3 separate regions of the Mus musculus genome follow, and regions 2 and 3 are each linked to region 1. The links are chromatin contacts, called in public ChIA-PET maps. All regions are on one chromosome and are shown on one strand. Each heading gives the region's core, a stretch centred on a gene start, on an enhancer-like site or on the middle of the called end of the contact. The rest is flanking DNA. Distances are from core to core; before and after follow the strand shown.

Region 1 (4,147 bases), core at 1,015-3,514:
GGAAATTTGTCTCCTGCATGTATTTTTAAGATAGGTTTGATCCTGACTTGCCAGCTCAGGCCTTTAACCCCAGCCCATGGAAGGCAGAGGCTCGAGGCCAGCCAGAGCTACACAGTGAGACATTGTCTCAGACAGCAACAGAAATAGATAAGTTAATGAGATTGCTGAAGGGTACTTTGAGATGTGCAGGGCTAAGAGGCATCTTGGTCTAGCTGTGGACCTGCTGGTGTGGTTAATGGACACAAGCAAAAATAGATGGCTGGGCCCGCCTTTGTCAACCCCCTGCTCTACAGCAGTGCGAGTTTTCAGATAAGAGAAGGAGAGTAAGAGCAAGGCACCTTAACCAAGGTTGGACGTCAGAGAACTGAGGATGGCGGAGCCTGAGGTGAGGGGATGTTGTCATGACCTGCAGTGAGAAAACTGGCAGGGAACGAAGTTTCTTTTTCTTTGACTGTGTGTGGATAAGTGCTAGCGGGTGTCACTGCACCGGAGTGGCCAGGATCCATGGGCTCAGGCGAGAGTGGATTTCCTTCTTCCATGTGTGTTCAGGGCCACCACAGCAGACTGATTTTTGTAGTTCTTCCCTGTGCCTTCAAGAGTGTTTGAATGATCTCCAATCTTAGAGTTCTTGGTATTACCATATATCACTTTGGCATGTTAGTGTCCTGCTGAGTTAAACCCAGAAAGAATTCTAATTTTCACATGCCCAATCTTGATAGAAATGATTTTTTTTTAAATTTTCTTAGGCTAAAAGACAGTGAATTGTGGAATAAATTCTTTGTGCGGATTCTGAATGCCAGTGACAAGTCCACAGTGTCTGTTCTGGGGGAGCTGGCAGCAGAAATGGGTGGGGCTTTTGATGCCACATTCCATAGCCACCTGAACAGAGCCCTGTGGAAGCTGGGGAAGACAATCAGCCCGGAAGCTTTGCTCACTCAGCAAGACAAGCAGCCAGGCGGCTCCCAGAGCCCTGCCTAAGCCATGGGTATGGTGAAGAACTGGTCTGGGGCTGCTGTGATTTGTTTAGAGCACACTTAGACACATCAGCAGTCCTTCACTAGGGGTCACTCTCAGTAGCACAGCTTTCAGCCAGGTGGCTGTGCCCTGGCAGCCTCATCTGGTTTATTCAAAAGGTTTCTGTGCAGACAGCTGCTTTTTAGCCCTCTGGCTTCTGCCTTCTCTCTTTTGTAATTTTATAACATGTACTCTCCTTTCACTGTGTATTTTATAATAAAATAGTTTTTGTTACATTTCTGTTGCTGGCAATTCATCTACACTTGCAAACTAAGGTGATAAATGGCTTCATTTTGGAGAGGACTTACTCTACGGTGGTAGAAACTTATGTATCCCAGACTTAGAGCAGCTGCCTTTGGGTTATAAGAAGGCAGCTGGCCGGCCATTTCTTCCGTCTCTCTCTGTCCTTCTAGAGGGTGTCCAGAAAGAAGCAGGTAAAATGACACACACACACACACACACACACACACCAGCTTTCCTTAAGTTCAAAGGTACCGGCCTTTGGGGACAGAGTACTCAGCAACCTGTCATGCAGGACACAGGGCTGCTGAGGGGACAGAGACCATTTTCCTTAGGTGTCAGGAAAGCAGGGGTCAGAACAGAAAGGACTGAAGTGGGGACTAATATGGAAAACAGTAAGTCTGATGGAACACTGTGCACCCAAAGGGGCGCACTGGCTGGGTGTGTGGGGGGCTGTGGGGGTGTGTGTGTCATTAAGGCTTTTGTTTCTTCAGTAGGATAATAAGCATTTATTTATTTATTTCACACTAAAATGTCAGTCACCTGATGTCCACTCGTGCTGGTGCCTGAGTCTCCTCTACTTGTCACCATTGTTGCTCTAAGCTTGTTAGAGAGCAGATTCCCTAACTAATCTCTCAACTGAAACACTTGGGCAAATTCGACAGGGTAAGCCAGAAAAAATGTATCTGAAAGACAAAGAAAGTAAATATTTTCCTTCAACCAAAATACAGTTCTGCAAACATCTTCAGTTTGCTTCTTATACTGAAGATAATAAATGATGAAACTGCCTTTCTGTAATCAAGTCCTTCTTAGTCCCCAGTGCCCTGTATTGCCCAGGAAATTGAGAGCCTTTAACTTAAGTAAGCTTCTACCTAGTGAATACTTCAGCAGTCTAGGCAGCCAAGTTGCTGTATGGGCAAATCTTGTTTCTGAAAGTACAAGCAGGAGTGGGAGGAGCCAGGACACCCTGCAGCTCTGTTCACACCCCACACCTCACCCCATACACCCCCCACTCTCTGACCTCCGCCAACTTCAGCCTTTGAGGACAGGAAAGGATGTCACTGCCAACAGTGCCTGTCATCAACAATGTCTGCCATCGCTTCAGTTTTCTTTACAAAAGCATAAAACCACAAAATAGAACCCTTTCCGTTTCCCTTTCATTTTTGTTTATTTTTAAGCTAAGATCACTGCAGGGCATAGGCTGCCATCAAACCCCAGGTACTCTGGTCACATTCCCCAGAGGGCTGGAATTTCAGGGGCCCACCCACCAGACTCCCTCATATTTGATGCCCATTGTCTTAGGAAAAGGAAGCCTTTGTTTTGTGTAGAGGCTACAGGTGGCTTTGATCTGGTCTCATGAAAGCAAGAAGAACAGAATGCTGGGCCTGGGAGAAGGAAAGACAGATGCACAACTGGGAAGAACAGGACTTCTTTCTCCCCGTTTGGAGGAAGACTGTGGAATAAGCTCTCCCCATTCACAAAGCACTTTGTGCCCTAACTTGCTTGGGGCCCTGTTAGAGGCATCCTCCTCACAAGTCAGAGTGTTCTAACTGATGCCAGACCCGAGTCTGGAAGTGAACTCCTTCCTTCCTGCTGGAGGAAGTTGTGGCCTATTGCTCGAGCTGTGATCTCAGGCAGGTAGGAAAGTCTTTCAGGGTTAGCACAGGCCTTCAGAATAACTTGTTGATGTCTTAAGGTGAAAGTCTAAGGCAAGGCCAGTGAAGGTGCACTCTTCATTGGAACTGAAAACAAAATTCTTGCTCTACCAAAAGTTACTCTATTCTGACTTCAACAGCTCCCTACGGAGCAGGTGCAGCATGCTTTTAACATGACTGACTTTGACTATAATGAGGTCGGAGGCATGGAAGCTGAGTATTTACCAAGGTACAGATGTGTCTGGGTAAGAGCGCTTACCACTAAGCCTGATGACCAGAGTCCTACCCTCTGCATGGTAGAAGAGAGAACAGACTCCACAAGTCATCCTCTGACTCCATACATGTGTGTGTCACACGAGCCCATACCTACACACACATACCAATACACACATACCAACACACACATACCAACACACACATACCAATACACACACACCCACAATAAATAAAACCTTTTACAGATCAGCGAGAAAGGACGAACCACATAGCATCCAGGGCTGAAACTGAGACCTAAAGCTTGAACTCTGTCCCCAGTGCCCCGTTCAGTGCCTTAGCGTGAGTTAAAGGCTGATCCAGTGTTTGCCAGCACGCAGGTCAACACCTTTTCAGCCCCTCTAATGCCTTCTAACCCCCTCTGGTGCCTTGTGCAGAGAATATACTTTATATCCATATGCTATGATCTAACCTCTTGTACTCCTTGTTCCCCAAATCAATTTGGGTAAGTCAATTTAAGAAAAGATAAAAAAAGATAATGACTCAAGTAGCTCAGGCTTGATCTCAGTATGTAGCCCAGGGTGGCCTTGAACTCCTGCCTCCCTCTCCCAAATGGTGGAGTTACTGGCCTGTTCTACTACAACCAGCCTGAGATGGCTTTAGTGTTCTGCTTGGTTCCTTGCTTTTCCACTCCAGGACTGGCGGGATGTGGAGCCGAGGAGTTGCTGATCTTCTGCAGGTGTTTGCATCACCTGCCGTCGTTATCATCTCAGGTTCTAGTCACTTGCTTCTCCCCCACCCTCCAGCCATCTCAGAACTCATCTCACATGGCCCCAAGTCCCAACGAATTTGTCGTAGTCTACAGAACACTAGCTGCCCAGTTCCCTGATGTCTCTGCTTCCTTACTCAAGGTCAACCCACGTCCCTCTGGCCACTCTTGTCTGCCTGGAATTCTTTTCCAGTTCAGTGGATGACATGTGATCCCATGTGTGCTTGTATATACAAACCCTTTTTCTGTTTTCTCA
Region 2 (4,147 bases), core at 491-2,990, 390 kb after region 1:
TCCTGGAGAGGATGAGAGTTTGGTTCTCAGCACCCACATAGCAGCTCACAACCATCTTAGACAAAAGTTCCAGGGCATTCAATGCCCTGTGGACACCAGGCAGGCATGTGGTGCATAAACATACATGCAGGAGAAACACACATAAAATAAAAATAAATAAGTCTTTATACATATAGTGGAGACAGCTGTGGTGGTATACACCTTCAATCCCAGCACCGAGGAGGCAAAGCAAAGCAAGAGGATATCTGTGAATTTGAGGCTAGCCTAGACTACGTAAGTGTCAGCTCAGGGCTACATAGTGAGACTCTATCTCAAAATACACACACACAAACACACACAAGAAACATGAATACATAAAGCAGTTTGAGATGTCCATAAAGGAGCCCAGGACTTTACCATGGGCTGGACAGTGGATTCTGCTGCCTCACAACAGCCTTCACCTACAGGATGAGGCTCCACAAATGAATCTGAGAAGCTACAGCCCCAGCCCTTGCATTTTACATATTCAATGAACACAAGACTCTCTATGTTCCCATGGTGCATCCGTGGCTAACTACTGTGCTGTCTGCAGACCTCCCTCATACAGCTGTTCTATCATGGTCAGTTAGGGTGTCTTCAGTGGGACACAGACTGACAGTCTTACATTGTCCCTCACATGTGAAAACAGCAAAAATGGGCTTGGTGAAAAGTCATCATAGCGCAAGGTTAAGTGTGTATTACAGTGGCAGCAGGGCTGTGTACTTCAAGTTCCTCCACACCCCTATTCATACTTTTTCCACTTTATTTTTTTATTATTACTATTTTAATTGCCCATATTTTTGCTGTAAAGTGCGATAATTGAATAAGTGTATGCAATGTGTATTCAACCAAATAATTAGCACTGAATGTAAATAATGAAAGAGAGGCATTCTCATCATTTTAGAGACACATTTAGGAATGGTGAAGCACATCTGTACTCCTGCACTAAGGAGTCTGAGGCAGAAAAGAGCATGAATTCCAGGAGCTGGTGAGGAAGAAGGAAGTGGAGCAGGAAAAGGGCGAGGAAGAAGCAGGAAGAGGAAATAACAAGATCAAATGAGCAGTTTGCTCAAAGCAGCATTGCTGGTATATGATGTTTTGCTTCCAAATCCTTATTTTCACCCAGCACCAACACTATGCCTGCTTGGGAAACACACTGAAAGTCGCCCACGCCGAGATGGGAGAAGGGCTATGCATAGAGTCTAGGGGCTTCCATAACCATCTAGGTTTATGGAATCGGTCGACGCCTTCTTTTAAGAGGGCTTTTAAAGATCAGGAAAGCTGACAAGGGCAAAGTCTGAATTCCAGCCAAGTCCAGCCAGCGCGAGGGCCCAAAGTAGATAGTAGTAGAAGGTCAGATATGTCACGAAGTCCTTAGAATCTCCGTGGAAGTACTCTACACACCCAAACCCCAAGTCTGCACTCACTCGGGGGTGGGGTGGGGTGAGGCATGTCCCTGACCCCGGGAACCTTCAGAACGGTAGAGGAAAACGTGTGTCCAGATCCCAGGCCTCAGTCACCCCGGCCTAAACAAATCACTGGTCTTGACGATCCGGCCCCTGATACCCTCAGTTGTGTTTCGGGGTCAGGCCATAGTAGGAGATGCTAAACACGGGACACCGCGGCCCCTCACCTACCGCAATTACCTGCCCAGCAGTTTCCAAACGCCCGGCTCAGGTTTGTCGCTGGCAGTCAGGAAGAATCGGGGAGGGGCGGAGTCTCTGAGTGACGGAGCTGAGAAGCCCTCCAATTGATGTCTGATTTTCTGTCGTTCTATGAGTTGATTGGTAAAATAGTTAATGACGCCCAGAGGCGGGCAATCGGTGGGCGGAACTAGTGGTTGCCAGGAAACGATGGAATCTCCTGTCCAGAGTTTAGTACCTTAACTCTCCAGGACCGGATTGATTCTTTGCAGGCTCCAGAGTTCCAGCTTTTCACCACCCATCCCAGACTCGGCTAGGGAAGCCAGTTTTCTAGACTTTTCTTGGTCCCCAGAGATCTTGATTTCTAAAGTCCTTCTGAAATAAGGTCCCTGCTTATCTTACAAAACTAGATGGTCCTCAAAGCCCCAAGGCTCTAGGCGCATCCCCTTCCAACGGCCCTTGCTTGGATTGTTTTCAGTGTGTATCCCAATATTAGGTGAAAATACAGATTTGGGGTCAGTAAATCGTGTATCAATTATCTCCCAAACAATCCTCTGAATATTTGTGTTACCTTTACCTCGTGACTATCTCAAGTTAGAGCATGTCAGTGACTTAGGATATCGGGGCCTCAATTCACTGACTCCTGAGACTTCATTTAGTTAAAAAAAAAATACTAAGCTCCTACTCTGCTATAGGTATTGTGAGTGTGAATTCAGAACACAGAAGACTTGTTATGGTGGGGCTGGAGAGATGGCTCAGTGGTTAAGAGCGCTGAATGCTCTTTCATTGGTCCTGAGTTCAATTCTCAGCAACCACATGGTGGCTCACAACCATCTGTAATGGGGTCCAATGTCCTCTTCTGGTGTCTGAAGACAGCTACAGTGTACTCATATACATAAAATAAATATATATTTTTAAAAAGACGTCTTATGGGCCCCAGCTTAGTGTAGGAGGAGGTCCACCAGACAGACAGACAAATGTACAAATGGCACCAAAGACGTATGGAAGATGATGGTAGTGTGGGAAGGGGGAGAGAGAGAGAGAGTTTATAACACCTTCAATAGCCAGATGTAGTAGTGCCTGTAACCCTAGCATTCTAAAGCTGAGGGCATGAGGCTGTGGAGTTCTAGGTCAATCTGAACTGCAAGTGAAAATCCTATCTAAAATTAAAACTATCTCTCTTACACAGCCTCCAATGATTGTCAACATGTTTCTTTGGTTATTCCTTGTTCCCAATGATTAAAAAAATGTTGGGGTAACTTTAAAAAAAATTATATGTATGTCTTCCATTTGGTGTCTGTAGAAGGTTGTGAGACTCCTGGTGTGGGTGCTGGGAACTGAATCTGGTCCTTTGGAAGAGCAGCAAGCACTCTTAACACCTGAGCCCCATTATTCCCACTTTCTAGAGCTGTTACTCCGTCACAAAGAAAGCTGTGATGGACAATATCAGCCAATCACCCATACCAGTAACTCGGCTGAGGAGATGTGTTCAAATTCCATCAGTGTGGCAAAGGTTGTAGCAAACCTACTGTCACAGGCAAGTGTCACCGCAGAATGCTCTGCTGCTCACAGCTGTAAGCATTCTTAGACTGTGAATTGAAAGGAGTGGAAAGCAGAGAGACTAGAGAACAAAAAACAGGCAAGGTTGCAGCAATGCTTACTCATAGGATAAAAGAAAGACGTTCAGTGTTACCTGGCTCACAGAGTGGAGTGTGGGAACAAGGGTCCCAATGTTTCAGTAAGGTGCACCAAGGCTTTCTGTGTTACATACACTCTTTATACTCGTTTTTTCGAGACAAGATTTCTCTGTGTAGTCCTGGCTGTCTCGGAACTCACTCTGAAGACTACGCTGGCCTCAAACTCAGAAATTCACCTGCCTCTGCCTCCCAATGACTGGGATTAAAGGTGTGTGCCACCACTGACCTGCTCACATCCTTGATTTGTAATTTAGTCTCTCAGATATCTGGATACCACAATAAGATGCCTTTAAACTGTAGCTGTGAATGACCCTGTTGCTAAAGAAGTATACTTTCTTAAATTTACAATCCTAAATTAACAACTTGGAACACTACCAATTAATTTAAGTCCTCCAAATCCGATCCAAGTGCTGGAGACTGGTGTCCATCCACGGTGATTCAGGCTTCCTACTCTTTCTGCTTTTATTCCATCTTGAGTGGGTGTGCCTTTCCCTCTCGGTTTCTGTACCACATATCAACCTCCCTCCCAGAAATGCTCAGGAGTGTGCTAGATAAATACACACTGATCTCCTGGCTATCTCTTGATCTCATACGATTTCCGTCAGAACGAACCATCAGAACCAGTTTGTGGTTTTCACTTCTTGAAGGTAATAATGCAGTGTCAGAAGTTCTCTACTCAAAAGAGGGAGACAGGATCCGGGGGTCTAGCTTAGTGGGAGAGCATTTGCCCAGTATGTGCAAGGCCCTGGGTTTAACCTCCAATACCACAAAAACTCAATGATATTTTAA
Region 3 (4,147 bases), core at 639-3,138, 280 kb after region 1:
ATATGGAGGGGCTCACTGGTCTTGTGTCAGGAGTCCTGGTTAATTACTCCTTGCAGCAGAAGTGCTTATTAAGGCTGATGAAGGTGCAAAGCCAGAAAAAAAGCAAGTGAAAAGAGACAGGAAATGGGAGCTTGAAGTTAACATCAAGGTAGCCACAGCTGCCTTCTGGGTTTGTGAAATTCTTGGGTTGCCAGCACTAGCTTGGCCAGTGTGCTAAGTGGAAGGCAGTTAATCTAGATGCATGAAGACAACTCTATCGTAACCTTGGGGCTGGGTAGAAACTTCTTAGTTTCTTGTAGCTGGCACTCCGTTTGTGGTGTGGGATAGGACTGCATCAGTTTCAGGATTTGACTGGTGGACTAACATTGACCTCTTTAGAGCCCTCTCATTCTGGGATGCTGAGGTCCCCCCCACCTGCTAGCTAAGTCCAAATCTATGGTGGAAGAAAAGTGGTGATGAGATCAGAGCTTTCATCCCCATGACATGGGTAGGCTATCCCATGGTATGGACAGCCATCAGTGTGCTGCCCACGAGAGTTCTAAGAGGTGTCACTTTACAGACAAATGGAGCAGGCAATCCCACCACCAGAAATCTATACACTGCCTAGAAAGGGACAGCAGTGTAGTGAAGGGTCAGAAGTGGCCTGAGATGCACCCAGCATCCAACTTTAAAGCCACTGAACCTCCCAGTTCAGACATTTACCCCATGTTTTCTGTGTGGCTCTCTGAACAACAACAACACACACACACACACACACACACACACACACGTCACTTTATCCCTCAGACCCCCTCATCTGCCTAATCAGCTTCATAGTCTCACCATTCCCACCCAGTCCTTTCATCATCCTCTGGGCATAACCTGTACCAAAGTCAATTCTTCGTCCTCCCATCTAATGTGCTGTCATGACTAGGAATTGGGTCTGAAAGTCAGCCTTGGCTAGCCAGTGAAACCCATACCTAAACAACAACAACAACAAAACCTTCAGTCACAGCTACCCCAGAGTCCATACAATGTGAACAGCCACAGAATCTACTGTCAAGTGGCTGATGACTATAGGAAATAGTTAAAAACAAACAACAACAACAACAACAAAAAAACGTGATTTGTTCCCCAGTTCTGTTGTCTTAAGCCTTGTTGGGGCCCCACACGAAGTCAAGCTGTAGTGCTTAGGGACTAGTTGTATGCTGCTGTTCAAAGTACTCTGACCAATCTGTTGCCACTGGGTACATCTTGGCTCCAAGCAAAGAGGCCTTTCTGTGGTTGCTGCGTTGTACTTGTAGGTTGTCCTGAAGTATATATTGGCCATACGTGGTCCCGAGGTACTTGTCCATAGCCTCCGACCAGAGTGTCCCAGTTAGCCTACTGCTTCAGACTTGGCAGGGGAGATTCCTTTTACAGACAGATCAGCATTGCTCAGTAGATAAGCACTAGTCCCTAGGAATTACTAAAGCAAAATGTCACCATGGAGACATTAGCCAGAGCTTGACAGAGTGGCCCTGCCCTGGGCTGGGACTGGTACAAGCGGCTAAGGACCATGCTTCCGGTCAGGACAGATCTCCTTTATGTCTAGACCGACTGAGTGGTGGGTTGTCCTGCATTCAGGTCACAGCTGGAGGGACAGCGGTTCCAGAGCAGTTTAAAGCAGGATGGAGGGTGCAAATCTTAAATGGAGCACCAAGAGGACACGTGTTAAAGAGACACGGGATCTCAGTAGCTCCTGCTTTCCAGGTCTCATTTTGTCTGGAGTGGCCCAGGCTCATGAGTTCTCTCCCGGGCTAGGGTCCGCCTGCGGCCTCCCGCAACTAGCTCCTAGGACTCGGGCACCCGCCCCTCTCCCCGCCCCACAACGTGGGCCCGCCCTCGCGCCTGTATCAGGGAGGGGCGGGGAGAGAAGAGCGGCCGGGCGGGACATCCGGCCCTGGTCCCTGCCTGCACCCCGGGAGCTGGCCACCCACTATCCCTCCCCTCCCGAGACCTCCAGCCCCTGCTGCAGTCACCTCCCCTGCAGCCTCGAGGTCGGCGAGGTCTGGCCGCAGCACCATGTTTCCCCGCCCTCTGACCCCACTGGCTGCCCCGAAAAGCGCGGAGACCCTGGGCCGCACGCCAAGGCGGGCCCCATTGGGCCGGGCCCGGGCTGGGCTCGGGGGGCCGCCCCTGCTGCTGCCGTCCATGCTGATGTTCGCTGTAATCGTGGCCTCCAGCGGACTGCTGCTCATGATCGAGCGAGGCATCCTATCGGAGATGAAACCCCTTCCCCTGCACCCTCCCAGCCACAAAGGCGCGGCCTGGAGCGGGACAGATCCTAAGCCTAGAGGCCTATCCTTGGATGCTGGGGACTCGGACTTGCAAGTGAGGGAGGACATCCGAAACCGGACCTTGAGGGCCGTGTGCGGACAACCAGGCATGCCCCGGGACCCCTGGGACTTGCCGGTGGGACAGCGGCGCACCCTGCTGCGCCACATTCTCGTAAGTGACCGCTACCGCTTCCTCTACTGCTATGTCCCCAAAGTGGCCTGCTCTAACTGGAAACGTGTGCTGAAGGTGCTGGCTGGCATCCTGAACAACGTGGATGTCCGCCTCAAGATGGACCACCGCAGTGACTTGGTGTTTCTGGCAGACCTGCGGCCTGAGGAGATTCGCTACCGTCTGCAGCACTACTTCAAGTTCCTGTTTGTGCGAGACCCCTTGGAACGCCTCCTGTCTGCTTACCGTAACAAGTTTGGAGAGATCCGAGAGTACCAGCAGCGATATGGGGCCGAAATTGTCAGGCGCTACAGGGCTGGAGCTGGCCCCAGCCCTGCAGGGGACGATGTCACCTTCCCAGAGTTCCTGAGATACCTGGTGGATGAGGATCCTGAACATATGAATGAGCATTGGATGCCTGTGTACCACCTGTGCCAACCATGTGCTGTGCACTACGACTTCGTGGGTTCCTATGAGAGGCTGGAGGCTGATGCCAACCAGGTGCTGGAGTGGGTGCGGGCCCCACCCCATGTCCGGTTCCCAGCTCGCCAGGCCTGGTACCGGCCAGCCAGCCCAGAAAGTCTGCATTACCACTTGTGCAATGTTCCACGGGCCCTGCTTCAAGATGTGCTACCTAAGTATATCCTGGACTTCTCCCTCTTTGCTTACCCACTGCCCAATGTCACCAAGGAAGCCTGTCACCAATGACAGTAGGCCAGCACCTTTTGGAGTTTGGGTTTAATGATATCAGCTTTGGGATGTCTTTCAGAGAAACTCCTGGCTCTGGGTGGCTTCCTGGTTTCTCTAGGTGTCTCCATATCTCAGTGGTAAGGACTGTCCTTGGAGGTCCTTGTCCACAGTGGCTCAGAGGACAGAGCTAGAAAGGAGGCCTGCTGCTTTCACTGGTGAACTGCCTCTCTTAGGGGCCTGTGGTATCCGTGTCTGCAGGGCACCAGTGGTTATTAAAGCCATATGTTTGATCGAAAGACTGACTTCAGCCCCCTGGCTGCTGGGTCTATGCAGTCCACCTGGTCTGTTGTAATTTAACCTGTGGCCAAATCCCAAATATGACACTAGCCAAGCACATGATCATGCCTAGGACCAATGGCTGTGACCCCCTATTCACCCATCCCATGGACCTCAGGACTGGAGTGAGCTGTGGTGCCTTAGAAATGAAATGTGTGCAATTCTACTCCAGACTTTTACATTTCCTCCTCTTGCTAGGTCTGAATCATTTTTCTAAGGAAAGAGAAACGGAAGTGGGGCCCTTACCTCGAAGCTCTAAAGCCCAGCCCCTCAAGCATCCAAAGACGCCTGTGCCTGACCTCTTCCTAGGGCTCCTGGAGCATCTTCAATAAGCCTCCCTTCCCTACAAACCTTTGGAGACTATGTGAGACTGTACAGCCCATATATCTGGCTGTCACTTGTCTAATGCATTTATTTAAAATGTGTATATTTTAATAGGATCCTTGTAAGGGCTAACTTTTAATAAAGCTTTTTCATATACAAAATGAGCAACTCTGTAATTCCCCACAGTTCCCACTGGTGCTGGGAGACTCCTAGATGCTCGTTTTCCCAGGTGAAAAGAGAAAGCTTGCAACAAGACAATGTAACTAAACCTGCTTAAACAGGTCCAGTGGCCCCTGTCACACCATGAAGTCCTCTGGGAATTCTAATATGC

What was found. ChIA-PET counts read pairs in DNA pulled down with a chosen protein or histone mark.
Region 2: an RNA polymerase II ChIA-PET map of memory CD8 T cells shows a contact between it and region 1, with 6 read pairs. The contact joins the promoter of Ccdc32 here to the enhancer-like site in region 1. A contact is called at or near these places in 1 of 15 datasets of contacts at CTCF or cohesin (large pre-B cells), 5 of 484 Hi-C or Micro-C datasets (LSK cells, cortical neurons, embryonic stem cells and 1 more) and 3 of 115 datasets of contacts at active chromatin or transcription factors (bone marrow-derived macrophages, embryonic stem cells and memory CD8 T cells).
Region 3: a contact with region 1 is called in an RNA polymerase II ChIA-PET map of memory CD8 T cells, with 11 read pairs. The contact joins the promoter of Chst14 here to the enhancer-like site in region 1. A contact is called at or near these places in 6 of 39 promoter capture datasets (3T3-L1-derived adipocytes, the C10 cell line, the HPC-7 cell line and 3 more), 1 of 15 datasets of contacts at CTCF or cohesin (large pre-B cells), 1 of 484 Hi-C or Micro-C datasets (embryonic stem cells), 3 of 115 datasets of contacts at active chromatin or transcription factors (embryonic forebrain, forebrain and memory CD8 T cells) and 3 of 9 other capture datasets (adipose tissue, embryonic stem cells and liver).

Annotation. Positions count from the first base shown.
Region 1 is chr2:118,640,342-118,644,488 of GRCm38.p6, forward strand. It overlaps Bub1b (BUB1B, mitotic checkpoint serine/threonine kinase), which reads left to right. Exons shown (of 23, transcript NM_009773.3): 23 at 747-1,251. The coding sequence ends at 978. Among named protein-coding and RNA genes, the nearest start is that of Pak6, 21 kb to the right of the region's middle. Within about 2 kb of position 2,265, at least 65 of the 459 cell types and tissues checked have an H3K27ac peak or open chromatin away from gene starts, as enhancers often do. A contact at or near this core is called in the HPC-7 cell line, LSK cells, embryonic stem cells and 2 more, where this site is marked.
Region 2 is chr2:119,027,653-119,031,799 of GRCm38.p6, forward strand. Ccdc32 (coiled-coil domain containing 32) reads right to left here and starts at 1,741. Exons shown (of 4, transcript NM_199310.2): 1 at 1,665-1,741.
Region 3 is chr2:118,924,609-118,928,755 of GRCm38.p6, forward strand. It overlaps Chst14 (carbohydrate sulfotransferase 14), which reads left to right and starts at 1,889. Exons shown (of 1, transcript NM_028117.3): 1 at 1,889-3,977. The coding sequence starts at 2,044. The coding sequence ends at 3,174.